2 separate regions of the Bos taurus genome follow, and region 2 is linked to region 1. Evidence: chromatin contacts called from public Hi-C data. All regions are on one chromosome and are shown on one strand. The core of a region is the stretch at or near the end of the contact, and the rest is flanking DNA. Distances in the headings are between cores, read along the strand shown. Region 1 overlaps GMDS (GDP-mannose 4,6-dehydratase). Region 2 holds the start of FOXC1 (forkhead box C1).

What was found. A called contact is a pair of places that touch in the nucleus more often than the background predicts.
Region 2: a contact with region 1 is called in a Hi-C map of liver, with 5 times the contacts expected there. The contact joins the promoter of FOXC1 here to the enhancer-like site in region 1. A contact is called at or near these places in 4 of 11 Hi-C or Micro-C datasets (blastocyst, blood, liver and 1 more).

The regions. Positions count from the first base shown.
Region 1 is chr23:51,273,064-51,279,661 of ARS-UCD2.0, reverse strand. The region is part of intron 4 of GMDS (GDP-mannose 4,6-dehydratase); the gene reads right to left. Among named protein-coding and RNA genes, the nearest start is that of GMDS, 110 kb to the right of the region's middle. Within about 2 kb of position 2,306, at least 54 of the 102 cell types and tissues checked have an H3K27ac peak or open chromatin away from gene starts, as enhancers often do. A contact at or near this core is called in blastocyst, blood, liver and 1 more, where this site is marked.
Region 2 is chr23:51,612,144-51,618,084 of ARS-UCD2.0, reverse strand. FOXC1 (forkhead box C1) reads left to right here and starts at 3,017. Exons shown (of 1, transcript XM_024983879.2): 1 at 3,017-5,941. The coding sequence starts at 3,419. The coding sequence ends at 5,059.

The sequences.
Region 1 (6,598 bases), core at 1,057-3,556:
CACAAGCTATACTTCATTATAGTACAAACTTTCAAATATCTAAGGTTTTGCAAGATTGATTTTACAAATGTAAAACCATTATGAATTATAATTAGTTATGATTCCAATAAAATTTTAAAAAACCTCTATCACTCACATAAAATCTGTTTCTCTATTTTGAAAGTCATCAAAAATTATTTATAAAAAGCATCTTTTCTAAAATCCATTTGAAAAATTGTAAGCAAACAAATTTTTTAATTGTTCTACATTTAATTATTTGCATAAAATATTCACAACATTTTATCAAGGAAAACTAATGTGCTGATGCTAACCTAAAAATATATATATACAGGTTTAAAAAGTTTTAAAACAGTGTTATTCTGTGGGATTTGCCTACACTAGACACGATTCTTAGAAATCAAGTAGTCAGAGGAAGTGGAGTTTGCAATATTGTCCTTTTTTTTGAAAAAGGTCACATAAATAATCTGCCAGGTACTCTCCCACCAAGAAAAAGCACATGCTCTAAATCTAATGATGGCCGCAGAGGGACAAACGTGTAAGATAAAGTGTGCAGGCGCCTGCAGATCGTGTTATATTCCGGCCCAAAGCTGTCTGCAAAGGGTACAGGTCCATCTACGGCGAAGCACACACACTTCCGTCTAACCCTGAAACAAGCGTTCACGCACTGATCATGACTCATAAGAAATTTACACACAGTTGTAACTAATTCAAACAACACAGACTTTGATGTTAAGGATTGTACAGTGGTGAAAGTTTCATCTTGTAAAATTCCATTTCATTAAATTGAAAGCTCACAAAATTCTAAAATAACTACATGTTTAGGATCAAACTCAAATTTGGATTAGTTCAAATGTTTCTTAGTTCTTACATTTACAGAGCTCACACTATGAAAAAAGTGAGAATAACACAGACCGAGCTGTGCAAAGTGAAGTTAACACAATGGCTTGCTGAGCTCAGAAAAACAGAGCCCACATGTCAGTGAGTGTCCTGTCCCACCCGCGTGTGACAGGGCAGAGCCCCTTCATCACTAACGAGCAACAAGCGGCAGCTGTGTCAGAGCAGCTCCGAGGCCGTGGCGGTGCCCGGCGTGGGCCTGGCTGCTCGGCCACAGCCGTCTCCGGTACAGCAGCTACGCTCGAGTGAGCCTTTGTGAGGCTGAGAAATAAATTATATTAAGTGCTGCGTTTTGAACCCAGAAATGAGGGAAGGGGCTGTTAAGATATCAAATTTACTAAAAAAATAATTATGTGAGAAATAAGTTGCTGTCACAGAGAGACTTGCCAGGCCCACAGTGTCGGAGCGGGTGGTCACACACACCTTTGGGATCAGTGTTGTGACACGGAGATGAGGCTGGGGGTCTGGTGCGCCTGGGGCAGAGGGGAGAACAGAGGGGCACGCAGGCAGCTTCCTGGACAGCCGCACGGTCGGCGCTCCGAGGAGCCCTTCCGACGCCCACGAGGAGCGAGCCGCCGGCCTGATCCAGCAGCTCGGGACACGCCGCAGACCGCCCTTTTATAACCTGCTTCCACGTCTCACATTTCTAATGAACACAGCTTCACTTCTGCAGACCTTCCTGCCTGTGCTCTCACCAAACTCAAATCTGAAACTCGAAAACTACCTTGGAAATTTGCGGGCAGCCACAGAAAGGCCCCGGAGAAGCAGACACATATTAAATATTAATTGTAAGGATGAGTGTCACCTTTTATGGTGATGATGTCATTATTCAGGAATGCTAATTAAGACATTAAATGACTTGCTGATTGCAGATGCATTCTGAAGGAATCTATTTGTCCTCGTATGCTGAACAGCAAATCCAGCGTGGGGACGGGGCCATGAGAGACTGCAGTTCCCGTTTCTGAAATGCTGCCTTTGAGTGAATGTTCCCATGGACTGTTTGCCTGATTTCTGGGCTGACACTTCCTCCTGGGAACCAGCTCGAGTGAGCAGGCGGCGGCGGGCTGTCCCTGGCCGCGCTGCTGGGTCTGGTCTCTCCCTGGCTGTCCCCGCCCGCCGCCCCCAGCCCTCGGCCGGCTCTGGGCCGTGACATGCCTGCTGTCTTAGCTGAGTCCTGTCGTCTTCCAGGACTGCGTGACATACCTTCAAAGATTAAGCTTTCCCACCTGGGATCTGTCCAGAGAGCCAGTGTATTACAGCTTCTCACGGCCTTCTTCATCCTCCTACACCCTGGTGTTATCAACGGTGGCTTTCTTTCCTATTTTGTGTTTAACTACAGGACACAGGCGCCCACGCTGATAGAAGTCGGTTCTCACTGTCACTCACGTCTGTTCTAACTGCCAGGCTGACTTCCGCAGTCTGCGACACTCTGCCGCCATCTATGTGTAGAAAAGGGCACAGCACTGCCCACCCCCTCAGCTCCCCTTGCTCCAGAAACAACCCTGTTTCTGATCTGGACAGATGAGAAGGGAAGCTTCAGGAATAATCCGCTTTTCCACAAAAAAAATGTAGCAGCTTCCCAGGAACCTCTGTTTACTTCTCTATGAAGCAACCTTCTAAAACTAGAAGGGGACTACAATGCATTATTTAACATAAACCAAAACCAACAGTCTTTTCCATTACTGCTGTTGACAAATTTTAGCAAAAATGGCCATTTCCACAGAATTATGACAGAAAAAAAAGAGGTGACAGGAAGTTGAAGCTTTAAGTCACTTAAACAACTGCAATATAAATAATTTTGCAAAACTTCCAAATGACATTATATGGTCACTTTTATAATATTAATATTTAATATAAAGGAACTATAAAAAAACCAGATTAAAAAAGTATCTACTCACATTATTTCAACTAGCAACAGCACAGATATAATCACCTAGTCTTTATCAGATGCCCAAATGCTTTCTTTCTAGGGAAGACAGAGAAACATGTCAGAACCCTAGACAGCCCTCAGCCTTTCCTAAGGTGCGGACTACACAGGCTCTCAAGTGTCCCAGTAGATGTCAACATCGAGAATGCAAACAAATAAGAAAACCACGCCAGGGTGAGTCACACAAGATCCTTAAGCAAAACAAACACAAAAACAAATAAAACCTTTCCTCTACTGAACTTTTAAACAATAATTAATCTACGCAGTAAAGGCAGACATTGGTATTTCCGATCAGGACTAAGGAGGCTGTCAATAGTCCTGGAGAACAAGCCTCAAAGGTTTAGCTTGTCGACACTACTCATTTCTAAAAGACTTTCTACTGGTACAACAAGTGGCACCAATGAAACGCACAGGGGAGGGCAGGAGAGGAGACTCGGGAGAAGGGAGCCTGGGTTTACCCGACAAACCAGGAGCGTGCCCTGGCCGCCCCCACAGTGACCTTCCACTCTCGGGAGCCGCACAGCTGCTGTCAGCACGACACGTCGCCCAGCAAGCACTCCATTTAATCATCAACATGCTGACCGTGTGCAGGGCGCTCTGGTGGCTCAGCTGGTGAAGAACTCGCCCACAGTGCAGGAGACCCCAAGTGGATTCCTGGGTCAGGAAGAGCCCCTGGAGAAGGGACAGGCTACCCACTCCAGTGTTCTTGGGCTCCCTGGTGGCTAGATGGTAAAGAATCCACCTGCAATGCAGGTGACCTGGGTGTGATCCCTGGGTCAGGAAGAGCCCCTGGAGAGGGGAACGGTTGCCCACTCCAGTATCCTGGCCTGGAGGACTGAGACTGTATACTGGTTGAGTTCATCATTGAAATCAACGTTCTCTAAGGAACTATCAAAGTGATTTCGAGCTAAACATAGTTTAACAAGCCAAACCAAGCCTATACGTGTATTTCTTTGTAAATAGAGCACATTTAAATTCATCATGAATGATTTGTTAATTGACATTCCTAAACAACACACACTTCATGTGAATGTCAGAAGAAGGATGAAATGATGAGACCTACTAATAAAGTGGAAATTAAATTAAATAAGTCTTGATACAAGTTATTACTTGCACTGGTAAAGTATCCAATTAATGATTTTCAAAAAAAAATATATTCAAAAGATATCACATGTTAAGTTTCTTTGAAGTAGAAAACATTTCATTTTATCTTACTATACATACCAACTTCAAGGATCCAACTTTAACAAAGAGAATTTGTATTAAATTCTATTGGTACTAAAAGGATAAAGTAGAAATCTTGTTTGACAGACACCAAGCTCTATTTTGTGCTTCAAAAGAAAAGTTAAGTTTAAATTCTTAAATTTCCAGGATCTATGGTATTAAACATAAATTCAGTGGTGGCTCAGTTAGTAAAGAATCTGCCTGTACTGTAGGATAACTGGGTTTGATCCCTGAGTCAGGAAGATCCCCTGGAAGAGGAAATGGCAACCCATTCCAGTATTCTTGCTTGGAGAATCCCATGGACAGAGGAGCCCGGTGGGCTACAGTCCTTGGGCTCGCAAGGGTTGGACACAACTTAGAGACTAACCCACCACCAAACACAGGTATTATTTATGTGTACCTCTTATCTGCACGTTTATTAAACAAAGATCCAGATACCATATCTATGGTATTAAATAAGGCATTATTTTTGTGTACATTTTAGTTTATGCAAATTATGTACTCCAATTTAATCAGGAATCCAGAGAAAATTCTTCATTCATCATCAAAAGTCTAAAACAAAGTGTTTCACTCACAGTACCTTCACTGACTTACTTCCTCTTTACTGCTTGTGTGTATAGATACATCTAGAAATTAGTATTATGATACAGATGTACATTTAGTTATCTGAACTAATTTTGGCTTAACTGTGCAAAGGTAAATTAATACTTTGGATTTAATTTAGTAAGTCACTGTTGTGAGTGAATTAAGAGTACCAAACTCAACAGACGTACCTTTGTGTGGTCCCCCAATCACCAGAAAAAATCCAAACATTATTAACTGTTATCAAAATTACAATACCAACTCGGGCTAGCAAAACAGGACAATCTGCCTGAATAGGGGGAGGAGACCTTTCATGGAGTGTTTTCTCATATACATTCTTAAATTCTTAGTGGCAAGGACTTTTAAGTGGTTTTAGATTTGAATTCAATTGTTCAGGCCTGTAACAGGCTTCTAAGGGGAGTCTGAGCCATAGGACACCTACGGACCCAAACACAGCGCACTGTCCACAGAAGACAAGACCCTCAGCAACCCCCTGAGGACCGCAGGCACCGACCAGCCACACACACATTAGGGGGTCGAGCGCCATCTGCACAAACATTACATCGTAAGTGAAAAGGGCTTTTGTGCCACAACTTCACCTCGTAACAAACTAAAGAGGTTAAACATCACAGGGACTGAGTCGCAACAGGACCCGTCAGCAAGAAGTGAAGACGAGAACAAGAGCAGAAAAACGCAGCCTGCCCAGGTCACGGGGGGCTCAGTATCGCCCAGGCCGCGGGGGCTCAGCATCGCCCAGGTCATGGAGGGCTCAGCATCGCCCAGGTCACGGGGGGCTCAGCACCACCCAGGCCGCGACTCTGTGCGCCTGGCCCTCTCCTCTGTCTCCTCCCTCCTCCCATTTTTCCAGAAATAGACACGTTATATCCGTGTGGACGTCAGGTCAATGCGCGATGCACCTCACTCGTTCTTAGGGTCTCACGGCCGCATCAAGGAAAGCCCTCACCAACAGACACCTTCTCAATTTCAGGGCTAACAATTTGCTGGCATCCCGGAGTGATTTTATGTCACACTAAGTACATATGAGAGTTATACATGAAAATATAAAAATTAATTTTAAACCTTATAAAATATACAACGCTATATCAATTTGTATATCTACCAATCAAAATAAGTTATCTTCAGAGACCCAACATGGAATTACGATCTGTATATGCTAAAATAGTGGGGCTTCCCTGATGGCTCAGCGGTAAAGAAGCCACCTACAATGCAGGAGATGCAGGTTCAATCCCTGGGTCAGGAAGATACCCTGGAGAAGGAAATGGCAACCCACCCCCATATTCTTGCCTGGGAAATCCCATGGACAGAGGAGCCTGGCTGACTACAGTCCACTGGGTTGCAAAACAGTCTGATACTACTGACCTGGCTTAAAACTCAACATTAAAAAAAATAAGACCATGGCATCAAGTCCATCACTTCATGGCAAATAGAAGTGGAAAAAGTAACAGATTTTATTTTCATGGGCTCCAAAATCACTGTGGATGGTGACAGCAGCCGTGAAATCAAAAGCTTCTCCTTGGAAGGAAAGCTATGACAAACCTAGACAGGGTGTTAGAAAGCAGAGACACAGCTTTGTTGACAAAGCTCTGTATAGTCAAAGCTACAGTTTTTTTCTAGTAGTCATGTAAGGCCACGACTGAGAGACTTTCACTTTCACTTCTCACTTTCAATGATTTCGGAGCTGGCCCATAAAGAAGGCTGAGCACCAAAGAACGACGCTTTCAAATTGTGGTGCTGGAGAAGACTCCCGAGAGTCCCTGGGACTGCAAGCAGATCAAATCAGTCAATCCTAAAGGAAATCAACCCTGAGTATTCACTGGAAGGACTGATGCTGAAGCTTAAGCTCCAATACTTTGGCCACCTGATGCGAAGAGCCAACTCCCGGTACATATACACAATGGAGTATTACTCAGCCATTAAAAAGAACACATTTGAATCAGTTCTAATGAGGTG
Region 2 (5,941 bases), core at 1,768-4,267, 340 kb before region 1:
CCTGCAGGGCCCGCCCCCTCTCCCTTCCTCACGGAGTCCTGTTTTGGGGAAGGCTGTGACGCCCCTCCCCAGAGCTAAGACCCCCTCGAGGGGCCCAGGAATTGTGAAGCCCCCACCCTCCGGGCCGGCGGGTCAGGGAAGGGATGGGGCCAGGAAGGTCAGCGACCATCCGAGGAAACACATCCATTACCGCTGTCGCCCTCGGACCTGCAGGTCGCAGCCGCGAGGTGTCAGAAAAACAGCGAAGGTTTCCTGCGAAGGCATTTCTGCCAGTTAAGGTCGTGGGGACAGTGAACTATGCAGGGGGCATCAGAAACCCTGACCGAAAATAAAAAGCTTCACGCCATTCCCTGAAGACTTCGTTTCTGTGCCTTCGTGTCCACATACCACCACCACCGACAATAGTAACAGAAGTCGAGTACTTGAAATACAATCAAGCCGTTTTGTGGAGGTTTGCTTCCGAGGAAGCTTATAAAACACAAACGCAAATATCTTTTCCTGGCGAATATCCAGAGCGGGACCAGGGAAAGTTGATCTTCGTAAACTGCACCCTCCTTTATCCCCCGCGCGTCAGAAACTCATTTCACAACGGCCACTTTCATCCCCGAAGCGGCCCAGCAAGGCCGGCTGTCGGATTTGCAGTTTACGTAAGGACCTCTTTCCACCTCTCGGGCCTCGGAGCCGGGAGCAGAGAGGCCGCGCGGGCCGGGCAGTGCGCACCACGTCTCCCGCGCGAGCCGCGGGCCCCCGCGCCGGGGAAACCGGCGAGTCTGCATGGCCGCGTTGGTGCCCGCGCACCGCGAGCCGTGGAAACGCAGTTTAAAGGCCGAAGTCGCCAGAGGCCGAGGCATTCGGGGCGACTGCTGACTTCCTCGGCCTCCAGGCTGCTCTGAAACCGGGGCGCCTACAAGGCCTCGGTCAAGGCAGCGGATTCCGGCGGGACGCGGGAGGGTGCTGGACACCAACCCACTGTTCGCTGCTCCTCCCTCCCCACGGGGTGTTCGGGAGCACCGAGCCTCTGCCCGTAACTCAGGGTTTCGAGGCGGCAGAGACGCGGCCTGGGGGGTGCCCGGGAAGCAGGCCTGAGCGGCCCAGGAGCTCTGCAGGCCGCGCGGCGCTGGGAGCCGGGCTTCGGGGAGGTGCCGCCGGCTCGGGAGGAGCAGATACCCCCGTTTCTCCACGTCAGGGTCCACTCGGAAAGCCAACAGTTTAACACCGTACAGGCCGGCGCCCTGATACTGAGCGCAGCTGTGGCTGGGGCTGTGGAGGAAGCCAGACTCGAGCCGGGAAGCCAAAGGGCTCCCAACACATCCTGGCAGTTCCAGACTGTCCGGAACCGGGGTGGAGGTGTGAGGGGCGCCCTGCGGCTCTTCAGAGCCCCCGAGGCGCGTAGTTCCTCAGGAGAGGGCCCGGAGGGCCGCTCCATGTTGGCCGAAGTACAGAAAGCCCCGCAGGCCCGGAGGCCGGCTCCTTTCTGCCCTCCATCCCAGACCCCAGAAGCCGCAAGCCGCAAGTCTAGGGTCCCCGGACCCTCGAAGGCCCTGCAGGTGCGATTCTGAACGGCCCCCCTCCCCAACCCGTTAGCTCTGCAAGCAGCAGCCACGCGGGGCGGGGAAGGAGGTAGCCGTCTTTACTCGTCACCACCGGCTCTCGTCAGAGTTCGCAGCCCGAATCCTCCTTTGGGCCGAAAGGTGCCGGCCTCCCCCAGAGGCGGCCCTGTCCGTGAACCCGAGGAGCCTAGGGACGCCCAGGCTCCAGGAGCCTGCGCTGCAGACCCCCGCCGCCAAGGCGGCCCCAAGCTCTTGGCAAGGCCCCATGTCCCCCTCCCTTGTTTACTGGGGAGGGGTCGCGGGAACAGTGAGGTGGGAGCAACAACCCTGCTCCCACCCAGAACAGACTACAGTTCCGGCCGGCCTTGCTGTCGGACTCAGAACTGTGCCTTTTTGTAACCCTGCTCAGGACTGGAGAACTTCCAGGTTGGGGGGACTGGGGACTTCTGGGAACCCGGGGAGACGGATGACCAGGAGTGGAGGGGAAGGGAGAATAGGGGAGGAGAGAATAGGGGAGGGGAGCAGAGGGGAGAATAGGATAGGAGAGGGAAGGGGAGGGGAGGGGAGAGGAGGAAGAGTGTGGGGGGAGCAGGGGAGAATAGCGGAGGGGGGACAGATCGGGGAGAGTAGATTTGAGGGAGTACGGAGGAGTAGAGGAGGGGGAAGAAGGGAGGGGGAGGGAGAAGAAGGAGGGGGAGGGGAAAGGAGGGGGAGGGGGAGGGGGAGGGGGAAGGAGGGGGAGGGGGAAGGAGGGGGAGGGGGAGGGGGAAGGAGGGGGGAGGGGAGAGGAAAGGGGGGGAGGGGGAAGAAGGAGGGGGGAGGGGGAAGAAGGGAAGGGGGAGGGGGAAGAAGGGAAGGGGGGAGGGGAAAGGAGGGGGGAGGGGGAAGAAGGGGGGAGGGGGAAGAAGGGGGGAGGGGGAAGAAGGGGGGAGGGGGAAGAAGGGGGGAGAGGAGCGGGGAGGGGAGGGGAGCGGGGAGGGGAGGGGAGCGGGGAGGGGAGGAGGAGCAGCCTGGGAAACCGGGGCGCCAGGTCGGCGAGGAGGGGCCGGGAGAGTGCGGGAATGGGAGAGTCGGGGCCCCAGGACTCCGTGACATCCGGGCGCAGCGGACGAGGAAGGGTCTGCGCGGGGACCGGAGGGCCCGGCCGGGCCGCGGGAACAATGGGCGTCCAGCGCAGGGCCCGGGGCGGGGAAAGGGCCCGGCGCGGGCGGCGGGCGCGGGGGCCCACGGCCGAGGGCGCCGGCGCGGGTGCGGGCAGGGACGCGGGAGCGGGGCCGGCGGGCGGGCGCGCGTGTGGCCAGCCCGCGGTCCTCCGCGGCGGGGCGCGGGCCGGCCCGCTCGGCCTCCGGCTCCGTCGGAGGCGTTCCCGCCTCCCATTGGCCGCCGCAGCCGGGACGGGGCGGGGCCCCGCGGCCCGGAAAAAATGTAACTGCGTAAAAAAGTCCTCGCCTGGGTGACGGATGCTCAAAAGTTCAGGAGTTTTCCCAATGCTTCCTTAAGCGGCCGGCGCGCGCGAGACTGAGAAAGGTGACGCGGCCCGGGCCGGGGCCGGCGCGCTGCCCCCGCCCGCTCCTCTGGCCGCCCCGCCGGCGGCTGGGGCTCAGCCTCCGCGAGGCGCAGGCGGCGCGGCGGGCCGGGCTTCGGCTTGTTTTCCAGCCGGGGCTCCGCGCTCCCGCTCCCGCCGGGAAGCCGCGGCGCGCGATCCAGGCCGTCGGCCGCGTCCTCGTCCGGCCCTCTCTGCCGGCCCGAGGCGCCCCGGAGCCGGGCGCGCGCAGGGGAGGCGGCGGCCCGGCACCGGCCCGCGGGCCCGGACTCGGACTGGGCGGCCGGCCCGGCGAGGGCGGGGGGCGGCGGCGGCGAGCGGGGCCATGCAGGCGCGCTACTCCGTGTCCAGCCCCAACTCCCTGGGAGTGGTGCCCTACCTCGGCGGCGAGCAGAGCTACTACCGCGCTGCAGCGGCGGCAGCGGGGGGCGGCTACACGGCCATGCCGGCCCCCATGAGCGTGTACTCGCACCCGGCGCATGCTGAGCAGTACCCGGGCGGCATGGCCCGCGCCTACGGGCCCTACACGCCGCAGCCGCAGCCCAAGGACATGGTGAAGCCGCCCTACAGCTACATCGCGCTCATCACCATGGCCATCCAGAACGCGCCGGACAAGAAGATCACCCTGAACGGCATCTACCAGTTCATCATGGATCGCTTCCCCTTCTACCGGGACAACAAGCAGGGCTGGCAGAACAGCATCCGCCACAACCTCTCGCTCAACGAGTGCTTCGTCAAGGTGCCGCGCGACGACAAGAAGCCGGGCAAGGGCAGCTACTGGACGCTCGACCCGGACTCCTACAACATGTTCGAGAACGGCAGCTTCCTGCGGCGGCGGCGGCGCTTCAAGAAGAAGGACGCCGTGAAGGACAAGGAGGAGAAGGACCGGCTGCACCTCAAAGAGCCTCCGCCGCCGCCGCCGCCGCCGCCGCCGCCGCCGGCCGGCCGCCAGCCCGCGCCTGCGCCCCCCGAGCAGGCCGACGGCGCGCCGCCCGGGGCGCAGCCCCCGCCCGTGCGCATCCAGGACATCAAGACTGAGAACGGTACGTGCCCCTCGCCGCCCCAGCCCCTGTCCCCGGCCGCCGCCCTGGGCAGCGGCAGCAGCGGCGCCGCCGCGGTGCCCAAAATCGAAAGCCCCGACAGCAGCAGCAGCAGCCTGTCCAGCGGGGGCAGCCCCCCCGGCGGCCTGCCGGCGGCGCGGCCGCTGAGCCTGGACGGCGCGGAGCCCGGCCCGCCGCCCGCGCCCGCGCCCGCGCACAGCCAGGGCTTCAGCGTGGACAACATCATGACGTCGCTGCGGGGGTCGCCGCAGGGCGCGGCCGCCGAGCTGGGATCCGGCCTCCTGGCCCCGGCCGCCGCGTCCTCGCGCGCGGGCCTCGCGCCTCCGCTGGCGCTCGGCGCCTACTCGCCAGGCCAGAGCTCGCTGTACGGCTCGCCCTGCAGCCAGAGCCCCGGCGCGGGCGGCGCGGGCGCGGGCGGCGGGGCGGGGGGCGCCGGGACCTACCACTGTAACCTGCAGGCCATGAGCCTGTACGCGGCCCGGGAGCGCGGCGGCGGCCACGTGCAGGGCGCGCCGGCGGGCGCCGGAGGCTCCTCGGTGGACGACCCTCTGCCCGACTACTCCCTGCCCCCGGCCACCAGCAGCAGCTCCTCGTCCCTGGGCCACGGCGGCGGCGGCCAGGAGGCCGGCCACCACCCCGCAGCCCACCAAGGCCGCCTGGCCTCGTGGTACCTGAACCAGGCGGGCGGGGACCTGGGGCACCTGGCCAGCGCGGCGGCGGCGGCCGCGGGCTACCCGGGCCAGCAGCAGAACTTCCACTCGGTGCGGGAGATGTTTGAGTCGCAGCGGATCGGCCTGAACAACTCGCCGGTAAATGGGAACAGCAGCTGTCAGATGGCCTTCCCTTCCGGCCAGTCCCTGTACCGCACGTCCGGGGCCTTCGTCTACGACTGCAGCAAGTTCTGACCCCCGCCTCCGCCCCGCCTGCCTCTCAGCCTGACCGAACCGAACCCCGGAGCAGGATCGGCCAAAAGGACCCTCAGCGCAAAAGCGAAACCAAAAACCCAGTGCGTAAAACGTCCACCAAACCAGCAAACAGAAGCCCTCCACACTTTGAAGTCACCAGCATGAAGAAAAGGCTTTCTTCTCTTAGAAGATGGATTCGGAGCCACCTCCACTTTGCTTTATCTAAACAAACAGAACCGTAAACTGTTTTGTACAGAGACAGCAGAGTCATGGTTTGTTAAAGGGCAGTGTTACTCCAGATAACACGTAAGTTTCTTCCTCTTTTCAGAGAACACCTCTCCTCCTCCTGCCCTGTCTCTTGTTCTCTCACCTGTAAGATATTATTTTATCCTCTATTGAAAGGAGGGAGGAAGTCCCCCGTACGTGGAAATGGCTTTCTTTTTATTCCTGGACTTGTTTTAAAATGTAAATTGCAACATAGTAATTTATTTTTAATTTGTAGTTGGATGTCGTGGACCAAACGCCAGAAAGTGTTTCCAAAACCTGACGTTAAATTGCCTGAAACTTTAAACTGTGCTTTTTTGATTATGAAAAGGGAAACTGTATTAATCTTATTCTATCATCTTTGCTTTCTTTTTGTTGAGCATATTCATTGTTTATTAATAAATTACCATTCAGTTTGAATGAGACCTATATGTCTGGATACTTTAATACAGCCTTAATTCTTATGAGAAAAAGATTTCAGAGATTAAAACACTAGAAATTACCAATTCTCCTCCTAAATCTCTGAAAAAAAAAAGTAGAGACATCCTCTGACTATTCCTGGTCAAATTACGCGTGTAAGTCTCTTTTTGTTTAGATTTATTTTTTTCCTGCGGCATC